Linked DNA regions of Mus musculus: region 2 is linked to region 1. The links are chromatin contacts, called in public Micro-C maps. All regions are on one chromosome and are shown on one strand. The core of a region is the stretch at or near the end of the contact, and the rest is flanking DNA. Distances in the headings are between cores, read along the strand shown.

Region 1 (5,181 bases), core at 947-3,446:
ACGGGAGGGGAAGGGAGAGGAGGGGAGGGAAGGGGAGGGGAGGGGAGGGGAGGGGAGGGGAGGCTGCTGATGGCTGTGGGGTTTCTTTGCAGGGTACAATGAGTGGTACTTCTGAATACACTCAAACACCCCCCAACTGTGCACAGTGAGGGTGAGTTAAATGATGTGTCAATTGGCTTTAATGTAAAAGAATGAGTAAATCAAAGATAAAATTTCAAATATAAATCTGAAAATTGAATCTATTTTTCATCCCCGAGACAAGGTCTCACTGTGTAGCATTGAATAATCTGGAGACCAAGCTGGCCTTGAACCCCCAGAGATGCATCTGCCTCTGTATCCCAAGTGCTGCGGCTAAAGACTTGCACTACCACACTGGGCCTGCTGTGTTTTATTGATCACATCGGCCCACTCTTTGAGATCCTATATGTTTAATGCTTGCTGAGTAAATGTAAGGAGGGAGAAATGAAGGGGAAGTCAAGACTTGGAATTCTGGAGGGGTAGGCATTACAAACTATTTTTTTTGCATGTGTATGTATGTATGTTCATGTGTAGGCACACTAGTGTGTGCAGATGAACATATATACTCATGTGAGCATGTAGAAGCCAGAACTTGAAGTCAGATGTCTTCCTGGACGGCTTCCCACCTTATTTACTAAGGCAGCCAGTCTTCCTGAACTTACAGCCCACTGACTGAGCAGTCTAGCTAGCCAGGTGAGGACATTTGAAAAACAGGAATCCCATGGTTCCGATCCTCTCCCTGTAAGCACGTTTCTCAGGAATTATCCTGTATGAGTGGTGTCTCCCACACCATCTACTGAATCCAAGGACCCTCTTAACCCATGTAGAAACTGAGGTTCCCAGGAGGAGACCTTTTGCTCTGTTACCCATTGCCTTTTGCTTGTTCTAACAGTCTGGTCTAGGAGAAGGGGTGCTGTGTGTGTGTGTGTGTGTGTGTGTGTGTGTGTGTGTGTGTGTGTGTGTGTGGTGGAGTGGGCACGAAACAATCGAGACGATCAGAACCTTCAAATCTGTCTTTATGGTTGTTTTAGCAATACCCATTTTTCATATAGCTCAGCCTGGCCTGGAACTTGCTATTTAGCAAAGGATCCTCCTCGCTCCAGATTTTTTCTTCTTCTTCTTCTTCTTCTTCTTCTTCTTCTTCTTCTTCTTCTTCTTCTTCTTCTTCTTCTTCTTCTTCTTCTTCTTCTTCTTCTTCTTCCTCCTCCTCCTCCTCCTCCTCCTCTTCCTCCTCCTCTTCTCCCCACCCCCTTTCTTCTCTTTTTGGTTTTCTGTGTAGCCCTGGCTGTCTGGAACTCACTCTGTAAACCAGGCTGGCCTGGAACTCAGAGATCCGCCTGCCTCTGCCTCTCAAGTGCTGGGACCAAAGGCATGCAGCATCACTGCCCGGCTTCCAGGCTTCTGTTATGTTCCCCAGCAGTTATGTTGTTTTTGATCACTGGACTCTCTGTCTTTGGCCATCTTCTTGAAAGAGGACTTGTGCCTCAGTTCCCAACTCATCTCTTGTGGATCTACTGCCCTTTCTTCTGATGAAGCTTTTAGGGACAAGTGACTTCTTTCTTGTGCTCCACACCCTGTAGCCAGGCCTTGTCAGTTTGGACTCCAGACTCCTCACTCTGCTAGGAGTGCTGGAAGGAATGAATCTAGGTCCCTGCGGCTTGCTAGTTGGCTGGAACTTTCCATCGGCTCCAGAGCGGACTTGAAACCTCGAGTCTCCTACTCCATTCAGGTTCCCAAGCCAACGTCTTAACGGCGCCCGGTAACAGGCGCTATTAGGGTGCTACTCTGCTCCTGGCGCGCCCAGCTCCCAAGGTCGAAAACTTGCTCGCACCGAACCCCCTCCAGGGCGAATGGGAGGGTCGCTCGGGCGGGTAGGAACCAGTGGTGTGGAGGTGCGCCTAGGAGAGTCGCGGCGGCGCGCAGGCGCACTGGGCTCTCCACGGCCGGCTCTCGGGTACAAAGAGCGCGCGGTGCCTTGCGGACTTCTCGGTTAGAGCTGCAGCCGGTTTGTGTCCCTGCACTCGGTGGCTCCCGGCAGCCGCAAGTTACTCTTGCACGGCCACTGCAGGATTCTGCTCCGCGATCTAGTGTAACTGGGGTTTGAGTCTGGCGCTGCCCGAGGCCCCGCCCAGCGCTTCTCGGTCCCTCCCCGCGAGCCGCCCGCCCTGTGCCAGCTCCAGATTCGCGGCGCTGGAGGTGAGTAGTGGCAACGCTGCGCTCCTGTCCCCTGCAGGGACGATCTGGGGCGCCTGAACTCCGACTCTACCCTGAGCCAACAGGGTGCCCAGCCTCACACTCTTGGCGCGTGCTGGAGCGCACGGCGACACTGGCCCTGAGATTGCCCTGGGAAGGTCCGTGGGGTTGCCTTGGCTAGCAGTCGCCTGGGATCACCGCTGGCGCTCGAGGGGGCGGCGCCTCCCGACCTGGAGTGGGGCGCGCTGGTCCTTTGATACTAAGCCGTCCTTTCGGAGCCGGAGTGCAGTGCAGTGCAGTGCAGCGCCCTTTTCCGAGGCGTCCCAGGGTAAGATTGGTGTACCCTCTGGCAGTAGGAAGCGGCGATTAGTGCTCCTTTATCCCGGTCCCGGAGCGGCAGGTGGCCCTAGCTGGTGTTGCAGGGTCTGGGCGTGGGGGAGGGGTGGGTGCGGCCTTTAGGGGCCGCCCTAAGCTCCGGGACCTGCTTGAGTTCCTGAGGACCTGCAGTGTCAGGTCCAGCAGGACGGGTGGCAGCGTCCCGGGGCACACTTGGTCGCGCAGGTACGTGGGAAACCCCGCGCTCGGGAGCCGCGGAGCTGGTGAGTCTCATCCCCCCTCACCAGGTCCCTTTGCAACTTTCAAAGGCAACTTTTCGCGGGCGGTCCGGCCTGAGCTGACTCCGCGCGGCTGACCCGGCGCAGGCCTCGTTGTTCGCGTTGGCAATGTTCTGTGGCGTCCCCCAGCGCTTGTTTTCTGCACTTCTCTCCCGAGGTGCCTCTCCGTTCGTCTAATTAAAGTATGGAATCAGACCGAGAGCCCAAGACTAATCAGGAATGCCAATCCCCCGGATCAGTGACCTTGGTTGTCACCTGGGCTACTTGGGAACCAAAGCCTCCTTGCGTTAATTGCGAGTTTGTTAGAGTTGGCTTTTATGCGGTACTTAGTTATCTTGTTTCTCATTTCGTGCATCGCTCTCCAGTAAGTTGTTGGGCTCTTCAATGTTTAATCTATTTAAGTTTTATTTTAAAAGTTGGATGTAATACACATCAATATACTTTAAAATTCATGAGTCATTGGCTTTTCATATAATAATAAAATTATGCCATCAACAACGCTCCCACCTCTCCACAAAAACCATCTCCGGGACCGAGCGGCTGCTGTTTCTGTCTCTTCCCTCGGGTAAGAGGGATAGATAGATAGTGAGAAGACACGTAATCAACCTTCGGTTGTTTTACAGCTAAATTTTGGGAAAGTGCTGAGCAGGGCGGCTGCGGGAAAGTGTGTCAGTTGATTGGGGAGATTAAAAAGGGTGAGGATGGAGGAGTGTCTGTCTGCCCGTGCAGACATTCACTTAGCTGGGAATTCATTTAGCTTCCACGGGGGCCTTTGGTGATCTTTCTGAGCGAGGGTTGCCTCCTCCACAGGTCGTGCTAGTTGACTGAGTTACTATGGCAAAAGTGAGTTCTGGAGATGGGTGTGGGTTGGGGGTTGGGAGGAGGGGGTGGAATTGGGGGGAGCGACAGGAGACAAGGAAAGACTACAGAAATCAGAGCTTGCAAGTGCACAAAGGAGAGAGATTAAAGGGGGGGGGGAAAGACCCTTCAAGTTTAAAAGCAAGGATTGTTTTTAGTACTGGGGTTCCAACTCAGTCCTGCTAAATAAGTATTTTACCATTGGGCTCCACTCCCAGTGCCTAAAAGTACTTTTTAAAAAAATGTTGGGGAGTGGGGGGGAGGGTATGGGGGGCTTTTGGGATAGCATTGGAAATGTAAATGAGGAAAATACCTAATAAAAATATATATAAAAAAAAAGTCTAAAAAAAAATGTTGCCCAAACTGGCTACAAAGAAACTACAGGCATTGCTACATCAAAAACTAGGTTGATGATCTTATGTGTACTGGAGCTCAGGAGACATCTTTCTTGTTTGTTTGTTTGTTTGTTTGGTTTTGGTTTTTCGAGACAGGGTTTCTCTGTATAGCCCTGGCTGTCCTGGAACTAGGAGACATTTTTTACAAGGGAGGATGGAAGAGGAAGGGTCTAGATGGGGAGAAAGCCAAGGTTTGGGGAGACAATTCCTTTTAACGGCTGTGTAGTATTCCATTGTGAGACTGTACCACACTTAATTCATTTTAGGATGGGACTTTGAGTCCATGTATGTGCATACATGTCTATTGGGAATAGGAGCAAAGTTTAGGAGTTCTGAGCTAGTGTTTAGATTAGATGATACTGTCAAATAGATTTCCAAAGTAGTTTTTTCTTTTCTTCTTCTTCTTCTTCTTCTTCTTCTTCTTCTTCTTCTTCTTCTTCTTCTTCTTCTTTCCTTTTCTTTTCTTTTCTTTTTTTTTTTTTTAAGATTATACTGATATCAGCAGTGTGAATGCGCTTTATACTGGCCTTAAACTACAACAGGAGATTTAACAGTGGTGCCCTCTGCTAATATAAAATCACAATTCTAGTACTTTTATATTGCTTCTTAAACATATTTTAATAGTTTTGAAATATTGTTATTAAAATACCACCAAACCTGTGTGTGTGTGTATATATATATATATATTGATATATTGATATAGGATCTCATGTAGCCCAGGCTAGCCTCAGACTCACTGTCTAGCAGAGGATCGTCTTGAACTTCCAGGTGCTGGGATTGCAGAGCTGTGTCGGTCGCCATGGTTGGTGCAGGTTCTGGGATGATTCTGGGTGTGCCTTCAAGGGACCGTGATCATCCTGTCATTGGGAATGTTTATCCATGCTTTGGCATGGTGTGTGATGCTGCAGGAATCATCTTTGTGTGTAGCTTTCCTCTCATACTTGGTTGCTTTGTAGTTGAGACTTCTCCTTTGTGTGTCTCTGAATCCTTGTGGGTTACACTGCTCCCTGCAAAGCTGAGGAACCTCTGAACCGAGTACAGAATTGAGTAAAGACATCTTTCAGTTGGTAACAGTGACAGGGTCTCTTGTGGGTTGAAATGCT
Region 2 (5,181 bases), core at 1,272-3,771, 370 kb after region 1:
TATTTTCCAATTAAAAGCTTAATAGCCCTGGAAACGGAGTTCATGTGGTGAAGTTTACCATAGCCCCTTGTTCTGAAAGGCTTTCTGCTGGGATCCCATTATGTGCTTGAATAAACCCTTTCTGCAAACAGAAATGGGACTCGGGGTTGTCAGGTGTTGGGTTACAATAGACTTTGAGGCAGGGGACATTTTACCAACATAAATACAAACCTGTCCCTATAGGGAGATGTTGTCAAATACTGGGATATGGAAAACATTCCCATCAAATATGAGAAAAGGATTACCGCGCTATATCAAATGAGTATTTAGATCTCGGCCCTCGATGTGCACTGGAGTGAAACGGGGCCCAGTACCAAATAATACCAGAGTGTGTGAGTGGCACTGGGATAGGGTGGCTAGGTGACCCAGGAAGGAAAGGGGATTGCTTTGAGAATGAAAATGTCCCCTAAAAACCTGGTGCAGAACTCTGCTGCTCTCTTTCCCCAGAGAAACTAGTTACTCTTATTTTCCTGATCTGTTTCCCTGACCATTTAAAGAGAAATTCAGCTTCGATAAAAGTCCGTGGTCCTCGTCTTTCTTAGACGCACAGATTTCAGATTGAAACAGTACAAGTTCCCAGATTCGTGCCATTCGCAGAGCATAAAAAGTGATTTCTGTACCTTTCCCCCCTGTTTCGGGGCCCAAAGATCAACGCGTGACCCTTGTGCCCCGTCTCCACAATTTACAAAAGTCCTACTAGTTGTAGAGTTAGAAACTTGTTTTTCTGACCAAGGGTGGAAAGAGGCCAGGTTAGAAGGGTGGGGGGAAAAGGGCAAAAGCCAGGGGTACTGGTTCCGTGCAGTTTTGGGGAAATTATCTTGGAGATAGCATTCGTGTGCAAGGGGTTCCTTTCCAGTCCCAGCAGGTCAGCCCGGAACAACTATCAACTCCTCCACGCACCTGAAACCCGAGTAGCTAAGGGCATCGAGGGGGAAAAAAGGTACAAAGCTACATTTATATTCCGCGTTCAAAGCTCTCTCCCGGTTCCAAATCACTCTTCTGGGCAGAGAGCTTGCTGCTTGAACCTCGGACGACACAGTCCTAGAATTCACAGCAAACTCAAGATTGCCAGCGATGCTCTCTTCCTTGGCTGGCGGTAGGGCTGGGCACTGGAAAGCGACCTCCAGAAAGAGACTATGGTCTCTGTGCAGTTCAGGAGTCAGGTACCGCAGCAGACCCGTTTACGTTAACTTTCACCCACACAGTAAGAAGCGGAGCGCACGTTCCCAGGGGCCGCTAAAAGACCGTCCGGGACTTCCGTTGGCTCCTTCCCACTGAGTTGTTAAAGCGGTCCTGAGCCTACTTTATGCCTTGATTTTTGTTCGGTTGTTTTCTTGGTTGAGTGAAAAAAGGCAGCCTTCTCTACACGTACGTAGTAATACTCGACATTGGACAAACCAATACTGAAAACAAGCAAAGAGTATAAACGAAATTTATGCTGTAAAAAAAAAAGGCTTATGCAGTCTAAGGTTATACAGGAGACTCTTCATCGTCACGCAAAGATTGTTACGAGTAGGGTCTATTCCTTATTCTTAAGTAAAACACAGCGTCTGTGGGGATTTGAACTGGGCAATTCCGGACCTTGGCTGATTCAGTGGCCTTTGCGTGAACAAAATACCAGGTAACTTTGGGGCCACTAATGTGTCTTCTCCCTACACCCTCGGAAAGTTTAAACAGTGCTTAAGAAAAACATCCAAGAGAGCACTTGGCAGTCCAAGGCAGAGAGGTCATTCAAGGCAGAGATTGTTTATTTTAAAGACAAGAGGAGGTTAAGTAGAAAATTGAAGTTACCCTATAAAACGAGTTGTCTTCCTGAAGCCTGACAGATTAAAAAAAAAAATACTCATTTTTCTTCTGTAGCAATGAAAAAGAAACTAGATTGCAAAACCAAGCGAAGAATTCCCGAATCACTACTACCCCTCTTTTGATTCCTCTTGCCAGGTGGAGACTTTCCGGTTCTTGAAACCCGGTTCTCCCGGGGCCGACCTGCGGAGTACCCTCAATTCCCTCGCAAGCTCCGAATGGCTGAGGCCAAGGGTGGGAAGGAAAGCGGTCTAGGGCTCAGTGCTTCGAGGCCAGTGCTGGAGCGACGTGAGAGGGTAGGGGAGAGGCCTGCCGGCTGGCTTACAAACACCCACCCCCCTCCCCATCGTCCCCCGCCCCACACCCGGTCCGCCCAGCGCTCCCGCGGTACCGCAGCGGCGCAGTCCCTCCCGGCTCAGGAAGGGGTAACAGAGCGCTTGGCAGAGGGGGCTGTGAGCGCCCCCGCCTGAGAGGCCAGGCTGCAGGTGGCGGGGAAGGTGAGGTGCAGGAACCCGAGGGGTGCCTGCCAGGGAGGAGGAAAGCGCGTGGGGAGCGCAAGGAGGCTGGGACCCCGATTGGGGGGGGGGTGGCGGCGGGAGGGAGGAGGGACTGGGGGGGGAGGGTGGCGGAGGAGGTGCTGGGTCCAGTCTGCGAGGAAGGGACCAGGGAAGGAAGTGGCTCAGACCGTAATCAGAGCTCTCCCCGGCTCCTTGCAGCTGCTGGAGAGCCTCAGCGTGGGAGGACCTGCGGGTGGAGCCTGCGCCCCGAGAGCGGCGGGCAGAGAGGCGGCACGCGTGGGTACCGGCGGGCTGCGAGCGCCATCGGAGCCGGGGAGACTGCTGCCGTAGCTCCGGCCGCCGCGGACCTTCCGGGGCCTCCCGAGAGCGGGCCTCCGAGCTCTGTGCTCCAGCTCCCGCCGCCGGCCGGGGGGAGCCCTGGGCATGAACGGCTACGGCTCCCCCTACCTGTACATGGGCGGCCCGGTGTCGCAGCCGCCGCGGGCGCCCTTGCAGCGCACGCCCAAGTGCGCGCGCTGCCGGAACCACGGGGTGCTGTCCTGGCTCAAGGGCCACAAGCGCTACTGTCGCTTCAAGGACTGCACCTGCGAGAAGTGCATCCTGATCATCGAGCGGCAGCGGGTGATGGCGGCGCAGGTGGCGCTGCGCAGGCAGCAGGCCAACGAGAGCCTGGAGAGCCTCATCCCGGACTCGCTGCGGGCTCTGCCAGGGCCCCCGCCGCCGGGGGACGCTGCGGCCACCGCCGCTACCGCCTCGCAGTCGTCGCCAGCCTCCCAAGCGTCCCAGCCGCCCGCGCCGCCTCGTCCCACCGCGGAGTTGGCCGCGGCCGCCGCGCTGCGCTGGGTCGCGGAGCCCCAGCCCGGGACGCTGCCAGCGCAGCTTGCTAAACCAGGTGAGAGCGTCTGCGGCGCTGGGGTCGCGCTCCGAATGAGGGAGCTTCGAGGGCTCTTCGGGATCGTGGGGGAAGGCCGAAGACAAGTTTGTGGGAAGTGGACCTGGTTGGACCTGCCCCACCCCCACCAGGCACCGGTTCTTACTCTCCCGGAAAGGGGGTCTCGAGAGTCTGAAGCCGATGGAACCCAGGAGCCCGCCAGAGGGGCCAACCAGATCGCCTGGCTGTGTCCCTATCGTCAGAGGCTTTCCCCGGGTTGAAAGGGAACATAGCAGGTCAATTTTAAAAATAAAATGATGTCTTGGGGAAGACCGACTTTAAACACACCACAATGAGGAGGGTTATCCGGGCTGCGGGTTTTAGACGGGTGGGGGCTCTCACTTGGAGCGAGGGGGTAAGTAGGTGCTGGCTAGCAGTCAGGGCCCAGTGCTTTGCTGTTTCTAGGTGATTCTTGGCTTGGTCCGGAACAGGCGTTTTGTCTCTTACTTAAAGGAACTAGGAGTCGTTTTGTTTTTTTTAGCCAGGCTAAGAGGCCTCAAGACTTAGAATTTGAAAAAAAAAAAAAAAAAAAAGGCGCCTTTTAAGAACTCTAAGGAAAAGGCTCCAAAGTGAAGCTACTTAACTCTCTTTTGCTGAACTACTTCTTTGGTCCTTTATTGCCATTTCCCGGGCTGCTGTGGTGTGAAGAAATTAAAACCAAAACTTGGCCTACAGTGGAGAAAACCTAGCAAGTGCCTTTCCAGGATTTTGCGGGGTTGGCCTGGCCTGAAATAATGAGGGGCTTTCTGGCCATCTAGCTTCCCGCTGTTCAGATATGCTCTGATTTTGGGGATGGGTTAACAGGGTTCTGAGCCCTGACAGTGGGCAGACCCCGGTTTCTACTTAGTTCTCTCTTTCTGGCTCTTTCCTGAGTCCCTGAGTCCGGCTGCCCCTATTTTAAGCCTCTTCCTCTCTTTCCTCCGAGGAACCTCTAGCTTTACTCCTGGCCGCTCGCAGCCTCCTGGCAACCGGAATTCAATGGAGTTTGGTGTTTCCCCTTCACTGGGTAAACGTACAAAGGAGACAGGCCCATCTCCTTCGGAATGGGGTGTACTGGAATTAGGAGTGAAAGGTCCGTAGTTTTTCTGGTAGCTAGAGCCTCTGTCTCTACTTTCTCAGCTGCTCAATGACAGCTCTTGCTCTTCTTCAGAGAACCCCAGAGCACTGTGCTGAACTGGGGGTCTGGGGGGGCTACTCACTGTTGGTGTGTGGTGAGGTGGTAGGTAGCTTGGCCAGTTTGTCCTACCTTCTGGCTCAATTGTGCCCGGTAGGCCTGAAGTTCAGAAAGCAGTTTGCTGGCTGGGTTTTGTGGCTATTTAACAAGGAACATATAAGCATGTCTCAGAAGCACCGCCCCACGACCCTCATCTTATATTTGTGGATTTGACAGTAGAGAAACTAGAGCCTATTGTGGGAGGAGGGCTTGTCCTGAGAACAAGAAGGGGTGTTTGGTCTTAGTCCCAGAATTCCATGCTACCCACTTTTAATTTTCCGTTCCTGGTTTTCCTGGCTCTGGGAGTCCCCTGGACTAGAGAAGAAGAGGTCGAGTTAAAAATTCAACTTGCTATTTTACAGTGCCCAGCTGCCTATCAGCAGCTCTTAAAGAGCACTAACCTTGAGTTCTGTGGTCTCTGTCCAAGAGGGGACTCCTTTAGCATCGCGTGGTTCTCAACGGGTTGTCCTTCTCCATAGCCAAAATGTATAAAGAGCCAACAAAACCCAAAGCAAGGAGAAAAGGGGGTGGATGAGGGCATTGAGGAGGCCAAGTTGAGGCAGGAGGGCCCAAGCCTTAGGAGAATTAAAAGGGGCAAAGAATTTCAAGGGTGCTAACCAGGCACGGTGCAGGATTTCTCTCCTTCTATGTTCACGAGCTACTCAGAAGTAGCCTGA

The links. A called contact is a pair of places that touch in the nucleus more often than the background predicts.
Region 2: a Micro-C map of embryonic stem cells shows a contact between it and region 1, with 3 times the contacts expected there. A contact is called at or near these places in 2 of 39 promoter capture datasets (the C10 cell line and embryonic stem cells), 5 of 484 Hi-C or Micro-C datasets (all in embryonic stem cells), 1 of 130 datasets of targeted methods (forebrain) and 1 of 9 other capture datasets (adipose tissue).

The regions. Positions count from the first base shown.
Region 1 is chr19:25,234,779-25,239,959 of GRCm38.p6, forward strand. Kank1 (KN motif and ankyrin repeat domains 1) reads left to right here and starts at 2,197. Exons shown (of 14, transcript NM_181404.6): 1 at 2,197-2,539.
Region 2 is chr19:25,608,016-25,613,196 of GRCm38.p6, forward strand. Dmrt3 (doublesex and mab-3 related transcription factor 3) reads left to right here and starts at 2,522. Exons shown (of 2, transcript NM_177360.3): 1 at 2,522-3,252. The coding sequence starts at 2,784.